2 separate regions of the Mus musculus genome follow, and region 2 is linked to region 1. The links are chromatin contacts, called in public promoter capture Hi-C maps. All regions are on one chromosome and are shown on one strand. The core of a region is the stretch at or near the end of the contact, and the rest is flanking DNA. Distances in the headings are between cores, read along the strand shown.

The links. Capture Hi-C pulls out chosen DNA fragments and counts their contacts.
Region 2: a promoter capture Hi-C map of pancreatic islet shows a contact between it and region 1. The contact joins the promoter of Stat5a here to the promoter of Vat1 in region 1. A contact is called at or near these places in 1 of 39 promoter capture datasets (liver), 3 of 115 datasets of contacts at active chromatin or transcription factors (bone marrow-derived macrophages, embryonic stem cells and pancreatic cancer cells) and 1 of 9 other capture datasets (pancreatic islet).

Annotation. Positions count from the first base shown.
Region 1 is chr11:101,462,567-101,468,661 of GRCm38.p6, forward strand. Vat1 (vesicle amine transport 1) reads right to left here and starts at 3,633. Exons shown (of 6, transcript NM_012037.2): 1 at 3,142-3,633; 2 at 343-550. The coding sequence starts at 3,567. It overlaps Rnd2 (Rho family GTPase 2), which reads left to right and starts at 5,609. Exons shown (of 5, transcript NM_009708.2): 1 at 5,609-5,873. The coding sequence starts at 5,772.
Region 2 is chr11:100,855,458-100,861,552 of GRCm38.p6, forward strand. It overlaps Stat5a (signal transducer and activator of transcription 5A), which reads left to right and starts at 3,894. Exons shown (of 20, transcript NM_011488.3): 1 at 3,894-4,123; 2 at 5,027-5,119; 3 at 5,871-6,008. The coding sequence starts at 5,881. It also overlaps a transcript of Stat5b not described here.

The DNA of each region.
Region 1 (6,095 bases), core at 2,383-4,882:
CAAGAAGCGGGCACGGAGTCACTTAGGTACTTAGTCCATCACTTTCATTGTGCCTTAGCTCCTTTTGGGGCCCAGGTTCAAATTCCACAATTGAGAACTGGAGGGACAGAGACTGGACAGGAGATGGTGTGTGGGGGTGAGGGCAGGCTGCTAAGAATGGCAGGCTGGACCTGGTGTCTAAATGTTACCACGGCAACTATGCTGCAGAGGCCTCTGGGCTCCACAGGCCAGGCAGTCTGGTGTTGCTATGACAACAGACCAGATAGGCTACAGAGAGGGGCCTGGAAGGGAAATCAGGTCGGGTGAAAAAAAATAAAAAAAATAAAGGAAGGGACTTGTCACCTGCAGCCATGTGTACCAAGACGCTATGGCCCGGTCTCAGGTTGCCGAAGTCAAAGAGAACCATGTAGGCGGTGATATAATTGACCAGCAAGGCAGCAGCTTCTTCAAAGGTCATGGCCTCAGGCATCAGGAAAGTCTGGGCTGATGGCACAGTTACTTCCTCCTGCCACATCCCTGACCGGTTCAACACCATCACCCGATCCCCTGCCTTAAAAAAAAAAAAAGGAAGAATGTCCGTGATTACTCATTCATTTACCCACAGGTGCCTTACTGATCTCTGCCATGTCCCGGTCCCTTGGAGATGAAGTAGCAGACACAGCCGGTTGTAGCATTAACAGCACCACCTCCTGAGTGTTTACCTGGAGCTTCAGAGGGAAGTGTTCAGTCAGTCCTCACAGCAGCGCTGGGCTGCCCTTATCTCCACATAACAGATCATATACTTCATTATTGCATAAGATTCCTGACTGCGAGAAACTTACAGTTGGGGCAAGTGTAACTATTGTTCAAGAGATCAAACTGCTTTGATTACAAAAGTGGGCTCCACCGTTTTAATGACAGGGCAGCCCCGAGCAAATAAAAATTATTTAACCAGTTTTCTCATCTGCAGGAGGGGAACTTTAAGATCTCCTAATTAGGAAAACAACAACAACAGCATTCAGTGATAGCGTGATGTATATCATATAGTTAATAACTTAGCAATGTTAGCTAACAGCAATGACAATAACGGCAAGGAGAGGAAGTCAGCAAATAACTGTAGAGAGAGGGCTGCACAGAGCAAGGGCCACGCTGTAGTGCAGGTAAATGTGCCCCAGTTGTAAACAGTAAACGGTTGGGTGTGGCCAGCCCAGGGTCTTCTTCAGTTGTATATAGGCTTACAATGGCAGCCCTAGAAAATACATGAACCCAGACATGGCACGCAAGCCTGACGCTCACGAGCTCACGAAGAGCAACCCATTCCAGCCACAACGAAAAGGCATTATCTTTCATTCCTAGTCTCTGGCACTTGCTCCAGGGTCTCTCTGCAGGAGGCAAGGGACAAAGACAGAAGGATCCAGTTTAGCCACTAGCTGGGCAGGAGGAGGGGGAATCAGGTCAGCAATGGGTCCTCCTGGCTCTCTGAAGACCACACAGAGAGAAGTGTGGGTGCTGTCCTAGACAATCAAGGCTCATCTTAGCTCCTTACAGGACATTTAGGATCCACAGGGTAGGAGAATGAGACCTCTACACAGGCCCCCTTTACATGTAATCAAGTCCCTGTATTGCATTGAAGAGGACAGCCTTTCTGTGAGTTCTGGCCTGGGCAAGGAACCTCAAAACTCAAGTCCAGAAGACACAGTAGCAAGCCAAGAGAGCTAGCTACAGAGCAATAAGCTAGCAGGACAGCCAGCCAGTCCCAGATGTAATCCGAACAAGTATCACTTAATCTGACTCATACCTAACCTTTAGCCCTCCCAACTCAGGGCCATGACCCCTCCCCAACTCAGCCACCAGGAGGGTGGGAAAGCCCTCCCCATAGAATCCAGGCTCTTACAGCAGATTCTTGCCTGAGGCAGGAAATCCTGTATTTACCAGGCGGAAAGTGTGGGGAGGAGTGGATAGGTGGGTGGCCTTCAGCAGTAACATGAACTATTAACTTCCCCTTCCAACCCCTACCCTCCAAAGTCCTTTTAGCACCATCCAAGAGTAGGATTATATCTAAGTCAGGGCAAGGGTGTGACCACAGCTGGATTCAGAAAGAACGACTTTAAGGAGGAGCTGTTTTGATGTTCAACAAATGCAGCAAACCCAGCAGGTTAGCAAAGGCTCAGACTGCTCTGGGGCAGCATCTCATGAAGGTGCTGGATTTGAAAAGAAACTCCTAAACACTTGATATAAAGAGGCCTCAATCGGGATCTCTCAGAAAGCTGGTCTTCTGTAAGTCTCATGTGGCCAAGGTTATGGCTGTGATTAATGATAAACGAGAAACAGACCGGCAAAGCTGGGCCAACCTGCTCAAGGTGCCACACCTCCCTACCCTAGTCCAAATGGGCTCCGCCTGGATTTCGGGGGCTGGGGTCCTCTGAAAGGGAGGAGGAGCAGCGGTTTGGGCCGGAAGTTCCCAAGGGTAACCCTGGGTCGTGGCCTGCTAGCTGAGTCACTGAAGAAGGGATGGAGTTGCAGTCACGAGAAAGCAAGCCCAAGACAAAGATGGGAGACTGATTCCCGCCTCCCCCACGTCAAATACCCGAGTAGTAGCGTAAGGCCCGTGGCGGTGGGGGAAGCCAGCCTCTCTGGGCTCCATGATGGGTGTGTCCCCTTTGGCCCAGCTCGGGGAGGGGCCGTCATACACCCCCATACACCACGGGGCTGCATGTGACTAGCGCTCTGGCACGGCCTCTGAGCCTCCGCCTAACCCCATCTACATAGCTTCTCAAAGCTCCCTCGGGAGGGAAGGGGGAGTTAGCCACCACTCAGAGTCACAAACCACAACTGCCCCGGGAGTGTTTAGTGGGCAGGGGTACAGGTGTGGTTTTACTTGGGGAAGGGGGTGGGAGGGGGGCGAGCAGGTCATCCTGCGCATGCGCCTGGGCGCCTTATTGTTTTCCCCCCAACTCCGCTTGGGGCGGCGGCCACTACTAAAAAATGCTTTGGGAAGGGGCAATAACACTGTTGCCAGTTCCCAGTAAATCCTTTTCCCAGACGCCTGGAGACATAAATTGCTTTCCATGTGTTCCATGTTTAGTCCACCCGCGTCCTTGCTGGCTTCCCGGCCCGGCCACACCCCCGGCACGCGCCCACTCCTGCCCTGCTACCGCTCACCTTACGGTCGCCGACGCCTTCGCCCACTGCCACTACCACGCCCGCGCCCTCCATGCCGGGGGTGACCGGCAGAGGCGGTAGTCGGTCGTACAGCCCTTGGCGGCCCATGAGGTCGGCGAAGTTGAGCCCACAGGCTCGCACGCGCAGCGTCAATTGACCCGGACCCGGGGCCGGGGGCACCGCCGGCCGGCTCTGCAGCTTCACCTTATCGTAGCCACCGAAGCCGGTGAGTACCAGGCAGCGCAGTGGCGGTGCCGAAGCGGATGCTGACGCTTCGGGGGCCGGGGGTGGCTGCGGGTCGCTTGCCACCTCGACTGTCGGGGGCTGCGAAGGCGCACCCTCCCCGGCTCCGGTCCCGGTCTCCGCCCCGGCCTCGGTCGCCGCTGCCACAGTGGCCGCCTCAGCTGCTTCCCTCTCCGCGGACATGGCTAGACTCGCGACGTGCGTTCCCAGCTGTACAGAACCGGTGCACAGCTGGGAAGGGCGGGACACGCGTCAGGAAGAGCGCAGGCTGCGGACACCAGTGGGTGGGGCGGGGCCTTGCTCGGGGGGTGGGGCTTCGCGGGCGGACTTAAAGGGCTAGTCCCTCTGCTGACCGAGCTGCGAGGGCGCGAAAAGACTAGCGGTGCAGGTGGAGGGTGGTGGTGTACGTGCGTGTGACTGATAAGCATGAGGAGATTCTGGGGCATGCCGAGTCTAAGACTTGATTTATTCGTAGAAAGCCTTATACGAATTAAAAGTTGTCGTGACACAGTCTGAAGGATAATTTAAAATCTGAATTTATAATCTAGCCACCTGTGGATCAGACTCCGGTGAAATTGTGCCTCAGGTTGAACTCTACCGTTTACTAATAAGCAGACTTTATTCACTATGTTCTTTTGTTTGCTTGTTTTTTGAGACAGGGTTTCTCTGTGTAGCCCTGGCTGTCCTGGAACTCACTTTGTAGACCAGGCTGGCCTCGAACTCAGAAATCCGCCTGCCTCTGCCTCCCAAGTGCTGGGATAAAAGGTGTGCTCCACCACGCCCGGCTTACTCACTATGTTCTTGCAGTGGCAAACTACAAGCATGAGAACCTCTAAGACAGGGTCTCACCATGTAGCCAGGTCTGGCCTGGAGCCTAGAAGGTGCCATGAATACAAGGCTGGCTCTGCCTCCGGAGTTCTGTGGTTAAAATGACATGTGCCACCACCTCCCTTTTCTTTCACACTCTCTTTTCCTTTTGTTGGAATTGAGGATAGAACCCAGAGCCTCATGAATGTAGCTCTACTCCCGAGTTACATCTCTAACTTAAACTTAACAGTTTTGGGTGTTAATGCTGTGTGTCTGTTTACTTTTTGTAAAACAGCGATGAGATTGTGTGCTTTAGTTACCTTTACACGGTTATTCAAAACGAGATAACATTAAAATGAACATCTTCGACTTAAAGAAGAGTTTTGTTTGTTTTGAGACAGGATTTCTCTATTTAGACCTGGTTGACCTGGAACTCATTATATAGACTAGAGTGGCCTCAAACTCAGGGAGATCTGCCTGCTTCTGCCTCATGAGTGCTAAGACTGAAGGCGTGCAGCACCATGCCCGGCTAAAGAAGGATTTTTTTCACTTATGTATGCATGTATGTATGTATGTGTATTTATTTGTTCATTCATTCATTCATTCATTCACTTTACATCCCGATCACAGCCCTCCAAGCCCCTTTCTCCATCCTCTTCTAGGCAAAAGATGTCATGCAAATGGCGGTTTGCTTATTGCTAGTCTGAGATGAGGCTGAAATTGGCTTTGGGGCTTAGCTCTGGCCCAGCTTAGCTGTCAAAGGATTCTAGCTTCCTTAGCCTTCCCTTTGCTCTTTCTACCAAAACATCCACCAGAGGACGCAAAAGCTCCCCTAAAACTTTCCACTCAGTACTTGGCTAGAGGAACTTAGTCCATGCTTCTAGGTTGGTCACAGGCCTAGATCCCGCCACCCGTCGTTATGGAGATAGAAAGCTATGATGTCACTAATGTAGGGTGGGAGTGCTAAGGTCCGTACTTCCATTTCCCTAAGCTCTGTCTGGACCCGAGAGTGGAGGAGGGAGACAAAAATCAAAAATCCTCCCTTTCCTAACATCTCACGCCCCCCTGTGTTCGGGAAATAGATTGCTGCCGCCGCGCGTGTCCGCCGCACTAGCACACCTGCGTGCACGCGTGGGCACACAGAAGGCTCAGGCCTTGCGCCCGTGTATGGAGCTTCGCAGCTGACCCTTCAGAACTTCGCCCTCGGTCAGCCCAGCCTCCATGCCCGAGGAACTCAAATAAACGGGGCTCGCTGGCCACAAACCCTCAGGCGCTCCTGGGGTCACAGCTGCGCGCTAGAGTCTAACTCGGGTCCCCCTCCCCTCCTCCCAGGCCCCGCCCCGTCCCGAACCCCGCCCCTCGGCTGTGCGGGTGGGAGGCGGGGCCAGAGGTGCGGCCCGCGGGCTAGGGGCGGGGCGGAGGGGGCCCGCAGCCCCGGGCGGGGGCTCGGCGCGGGCCCGCGAGATGCCGGTGTCGGCGGCCCGAGAGGCTGCAGCTGCAGCGGCGGGGGAGGAGGCGGCAGAAGCGGCGGCTGTGCCCGGGAGGGGGGCGGCGTGGGGGGCCGGCGCGTAGCCGGGACCATGGAGGGGCAGAGTGGCCGCTGCAAGATCGTAGTGGTGGGGGACGCGGAGTGCGGCAAGACAGCGTTGCTGCAGGTGTTCGCCAAGGACGCCTACCCCGGGGTGAGGAATTGGCGTCTGGAGAGAGGGGCACCGAGGCTGCGGGGAGTGGGTTATAGGGGCCCCGGGGGCCGCTGGAAACCGGTACCAGGGTAACCAGGGAGGAGAGAAAGAGGCTCAGAGGAAGGGAAGGAGGCGTTGGGGGGTCTGAAAGGACTGCAGAGGATTGGAGTGGAAGGAATCAAGGAACGCGGTGAAATGGATGGGGCTTAGGAGCATCAGAGG
Region 2 (6,095 bases), core at 2,644-5,143, 610 kb before region 1:
TTCATTTGCTCCTGGGACCATTGAGCCCTAGTTAGAAGCTTGGAGTACAGGGAGCAGACAAGGACAATGTGGGTGGGTTGGAGACTTAAGAACTGGGGAACAATAAGAAACAGACAGTAAGAAAGAAAGCCCCTGGGGTCATAACAAAAGGAAATGGCAACCGCACTGGGGGGTGGCAGGGAAGGAGCCCTCTCCCACATACCCCCCAGAGGACTCAAGGTCAGGTGCAGGCTGGTCATGGCACAAAAGAGTTCTTGTTGAGCTGGAAGGAGGGCAAACTAGCTCAGCGGGAAGAGGGAATGATAGTCATCAGGGTGAGGACACGAAGCCAGGCTGGCCTGGCCTGGGGTGCTCAGAACTGTGGCCAAGCCCACTCCTGCCCATTCCACTCTCTCCCACAATGTTCCTGGCCTAGGCCTGCCATGAGCCAGGTGTGCAAAGAGCAGGTTTCCTCCTGCCCACCTGGCCAGAGAGAAGATGGGCACTCAGTATTGTATCCACACCCTCTTCTGTGTGCCTAGAGTACCTGACCTGCTGGTCTCTCATCTGGGTAGGTGGGCATGGCAGCTGGCAAAGAAAGCAAGGTTCCTAGCCTCCACTGCACCACCCAGGCTAGTCCCACAGCCTCCCTCCCATCCCTCTATTCCCAGAAACAAAGGACAGTCACTGTGCCTCCGGCAGGGTAGCCTTGTGTTCTCTTGGTGAGTTCTCTGTAAATTGACTTCTCTGAAGAGTGTTAGAGACCAGGGGACAGAGATGGAAAGGGGGCTTCACCCCAATCCCAAGGCTCCTTACCCTTCTCTGCATTTACAGAGAACACACACACACACACACACACACACACACACACACACACACACATTCCCCGACTCTGGCCTATTCTGGCTTCATGATCATTAATAGGGCAACATTTCTACGTAGAAGTGAGGTAGGCACCGAGCACTGGTCTGTGGCCAAGGCTGGGGGCTGAAACAGTTGTAGCCAGTCCAAGCAGAACTCAGATAGGTGAAGGAGGATGTTTAAAAGCCTCAGGGGTGTCTGCTCTCCCTGTCCAGCCACAGGACACAAACACTTGCTGGGAAACCTCTCATTTTCTTGGGAACACCTTTCTGGCTCCCAAGCAACAGAAGCGCTCCTTGAAGAGGAGATAGGGCAGAAGAAACAGGTGATTTTGTTTCACCTGCCTAGCCCAGGTACACTGAAGCCAAGGGAGACTTCTACCTCCATCTGTCCTCCCTACCACGTGCTTTGCAGGCCTTTCAGACTCTCCTGATGGCCGAGAGCAAGGCCAAAGGGGCCACTTAGTATTACCCTTCACCTTCACACAACATATGGTCACACAGACTCACTCTGTACAACAGGGCTCTGCTAAGTGTGGGGATGCAGGAGCTGGGATCGATACCAAGAACCCGCCTGGGCTAGATCAGCCAGTAGAGATCTCTTCACTCTATAAGTACTCCCTGGGCTTAGAGGTGGCACAACTCGGAATGGTCACTGAGACCCTGCCCACAGGCTGTCAGTGGCAGCAAGCATCTACAGTGCCAGGCCTGCAGCTTCAGCTAGGTCTCTTATGGATGAATCATTGGGATGATCCCAGCCCTGCCTTCATTCAACGTTGGCATAAATGTGCCATGATTCAGGTCAAGATGGGTGTGGAGGGAGATGCGTTTCTGTGTGATTTGGGGGCATGTGCGCATGTGTATATGTGCGTGTATGTGTATGGGTACCCAGGTGTGCACACGCACAGGTGGAGGCCAGAGGTCAACCTCAGGTGTCAACCTCAGGAGGTGTCCACCCTGCTTGTTTAGATAGGATCTCTCACTGGGACTTGGGGGTGTTGACTAGTTAGGATGGCTGGGTCGTGAGGCTCAGGGACACCACTTGTCTTCATAGCCCCAGGGCCAAGATTACAAAGTACATACCAACATTTTGGGCTATCTTGTTTGATTTTGTTTTGAATCCTCTCTTACCCCAATGAATATTGCAACCCAAAATTGGGGATGAAGCACTGTCCAAGGGGAGAAGCACTGTCTGAGGGGAGAAGCACTGTCTGAGGGGAGAAGCACTGTTTGAGGGAAGAGAAGAAGCACTGTCCGAGGGGAGAAGCACTGTCCGAGGGAAGAAGCACTGTCTGAGGGGAGAAGCACTGTTTGAGGGAAGAGAAGAAGCACTATCAGAGGGGAGAACACTGTCCGAGGGAAGAAGCCAGTTGCTACTTCCAGGTCTACACAGGTACCAGGTATTTCTGATCTTCTTAACTCCTTTCCCTCCGAATTCAGTTTTCTCCCTTAGAGCTTGATCCCCTAAAACCACCAGGATGCTTTGTGGTGAGAAATAACAGAGACCAAACCAAAGGACTGAAAGCAAAAAACAAACAAACAACAACCCCCCCCCCAAAAAACCCCAAATAAACAACAACCACAACAACAACTACCAAAACCCAAATGTGACACTTCCGGGTAACTGTATTATCTGGAGTCAGAACCACAGACACCTCTGTCACCAACCTAACTCAACAGCCTCCTTCCTCAGCGCCCATCTTGGGAAAGCTGTAAAATTGCCCCACACCCCACCTGCCCAGTGAGTATCTTCGAGATAGCAGAGGCATAGAAAAAGGTAGAATGGAGCAGTGGAAGATGCAACCAGATGAACTGGCAAAACGTCTCAGTGGGTAAAGGCGCTTGCCAAGCAAGTTTGGCAAGCACGGTTGACAGAGAGACATTATTCCATGGTTGTTGTTCCCTCCACAGGAGGGCCACAGCATATGCACACACAATAGTGATAAGAAACAAGAAAATGATGTTTAAAGATACAAGGATTAGGAACCTCAAAACGGCCCAATGAGGAGAGAGCCAGAAGCAAGGCAGGGAGCCAGCTACCTTTGGGTCCTGGTAAGGTCTGGGGACATGAGTGGGTTCTGCAGACTCTCCTACACTTCTGCTGGGTGGCACCTCCCCGCTAGCTTTTGAGTAAGCAGGCCTAACCACCTTCCCAGCAAGCCCAGCCCAGCCCAGCCAGATGTGGGAGCCCCAGACTTCTGTGGGTCCTGGGGGAGGGGTCTGGAGAAGTCAATGCCTGGAAGTGGGTGGGCAGTTCTTGTACCACACCCACTCTCAGGTGTCCAGATGGAGGGCATGACCAGCGTGGTCCTCTGCCTACAGATGTAGCTCAGAGAACTTAGGAAACCTAATGAATCTACTGTCACGTCCACTGTGAAAGACTGGGGGACACAGGTGCCAAGTGGGGTCCACCTACCATGAGGCAATGGGCTTGGATCTGTCACACTGGCTCCAAGAGTCTGGTCAAGTCACTTCCCCTATCTGGCCTTTTATTGTTCCCATTGGTAAAGTCACCTTTAAGGCCACTGGCAGCTTTGCATGTTGATGTTCATCTGGAGCGGAGGGTCTAACTGGCTCCCGGTCAATCCATTGTACAGAGTAGAGGGGAAAGACGGGAAAAGGCTTATGCCTACTCCTCCTGAGCCCCTTACCCTACCTGGTCCTGGCAGAGCATCTGAAGAGCAAGGTCTCTCCCATCCTCTGATCCTCCTTGCAAACCCCCCCCCCCCCTGTTTTCAATTCCTTTCCTCGTGATCCTGCCAAGTAAAGTCACTGTGACCACACACAGAGGGCGGGGACAGCCCAGACATTTCAACTTCTGCAGAAAAGGTTCAGGTTTTCCCCACCTCTAAAGTTGAAAAAAAAAAAAAAAAGAGTAAAAGAGGAGGTCCAAAGACCAGAAAGAAGGATCAGGAACTCGGAATGGAAAGAAAAGATACAAGAAGAAATTAGTAAGAGAGGAAGCCAATTAAAATGATCCCTCCAGGCCACTGGGTCTTGGCCCGGATGGTATTCGAGTAGGCAGCCAGGCTGGCCCCTCCTTTGGTACTGCCCATGCCAACTTCCAGGCAGAGAGGAGGCCCAGAGGAGAGGGAAGCTGGGCAAAGGGGATGGCAGACTTCCAGCCTGGCCTTGTCCAACCCCTGGGCCTTGAGGGGAACTCTTCGGGATGGGGACTATGATCCAGGCAAAGCTCCAGGGAGCAGGTCTGCTGCCCGGCAAAGTCTGCAGGCAGATGTGAAGTTAGAAAGTGCCGGCTACCCCTTCCTGCGCCTGTTTAGAAGGTAGGACCAGCTTCAGGTGTGACCCTTCTAGGTCACTGGATGGACTCCCGAGTGGTTTGTGGGTCACAGTCTGATGATGAGACTGTGATGTGACCACAGTGAGGTCCTGGGCAGGCCCCTTCTCTTCTCTGGATTGACGTTTCTTACCTGCAAAGGTCAGAAGGGGGTGTGGGGGGTTGAAACCTATGATTACCAAGGTCTTTCTTGCTCGGCTTTAAGGGGGAAGGTCATGTGGTGGAAGTCATGCTAGGTGGGAGACCTTAGAAGTAGGCTTGGCTTCTCTGGGATCGCCAGTCCTTCTAAAGTTTTGACTCTGCAGGCATAGAAGCCACATGCACCCTTACCTGAACATGCGCGTGTACACACACACACACACACACACAAAACTTTGTAAATCTAGAGACAGACTAGTTGACTCCAGAGGTAGGAGCCATCTCTAGGTAGATTTTTTTTTCTTTTCTTCCTCCCCCTCTTTTATTTTATTTATTTATTTTTAACAGATGATAAAACTGAGGCCCTAGTTAGGGATTTTCAGAGTTTGGGACTTCCCGGCACCCTCTGGCTGCTCCAGTTCAGCTGTCCCAGGACGCTCCTCCCTCATTCCCCACCCACCCACCCCCGGAGCCGCAGGGGAGCACAGACCGGGAGTCCCAGTGTGTGTGTAGGGAGGGGGCACCCCGCTGTAGGGGCTGTCCTCAGCCCAGCGCCGCCCAGCCTAGTGGTCGGTCTTGTAAGCGGGGCGCCCTGGCGCACTCGCCGGGGCGCCGGTAATCGAGGGCGGAGGCAAGGAGGGAGCGACCGCTGCTGGGAGGGGTGCTGGGGCGAGCTCGCGCGCTGTGTTTGGTCTATCGGAGGCAGCTGACCTTTGAGGAGGAAATCGCTGCTCTCTGCTCCTTCCTGTAGTAACAGCCTCCACCGCCGCCGCCGTCAAGAGCCGTCAGGAGCCGTCAGAAGCCCCGGCCTGGAGCGACAGCCGCAGGCGCTCCGCAGCACCAGGTGGGTGGGTCGCCGTGACTCCGCCCGCGGCGCGTGGACAGAGGATCTAGGCTGCAGCCACGTCCCTGGGATCTAGCACCCTGGAGTCCCCACGGCCTGACACGGGACAGACATCTGTCCCGCCTTCGAATGGGAGCTTCAGAGGGAGCAGGGACAAGGGATCCGTGCAGGCGGCAGCCAGGGGTGGACTCACGCAGTGGACACTGACATTATCACACTCCACTCGGAGCGGGTAGATTCTGGAGTGCAGCCCAGGGCTTCCCCGAAGACAGCGTGGACCCTTAGTCTTCTCTCCCTGACAGCCCCAGACACGTGCCTGGGGAGACCTGCACCTCCAGTGGCTGTCCCAGCATTGGCCTAACTTTTAGGTTGGAACAGTCTCCCTTCCAAGAAATTGAGTGTGGGTCTTAGGCTGGGTGGCAAGAATTTTTGTGTTTGTCTAGTTAGGGACTGTGGGCCTCTGTGTCTTAAGTTTCTCTTTCGGTTTGTAGACCCCCCTTTTTTTATTTAGTCTGGGGATAGCTCCATCGAGCGAAGGGACATGGAGTGAAGGGACAGGAAGAGAGAAGGGCAGCCTCGAGGGTTCCTTGTTGGAAGGGAAGGGTGGCCATCTCTCTTCCCACACAGGAAAGCGTGCCTGGGGTGAGAGAGGAGCCTGGCCTCACCTCAGTCCTTAGGTCCTTTCGTGGCACTGCAGGGCATTGGCAGGCTAGAGACTTCTGTGGAACAAATGACTTATCTTCTCCCCCAGGTAAACAGCCATGGCGGGCTGGATTCAGGCCCAGCAGCTTCAGGGAGATGCCCTGCGCCAGATGCAAGTGTTGTATGGGCAGCATTTCCCCATCGAGGTCCGGCACTACCTGGCCCAGTGGATCGAGAGCCAGCCGTGGTAGGTGCCCCATACCCTGAGTCTTCACCTCCAGGCCAAGGGTCTCCTCTTGTGGTTTGGTATGACTCTGGTTCTATCTGTCCTTGT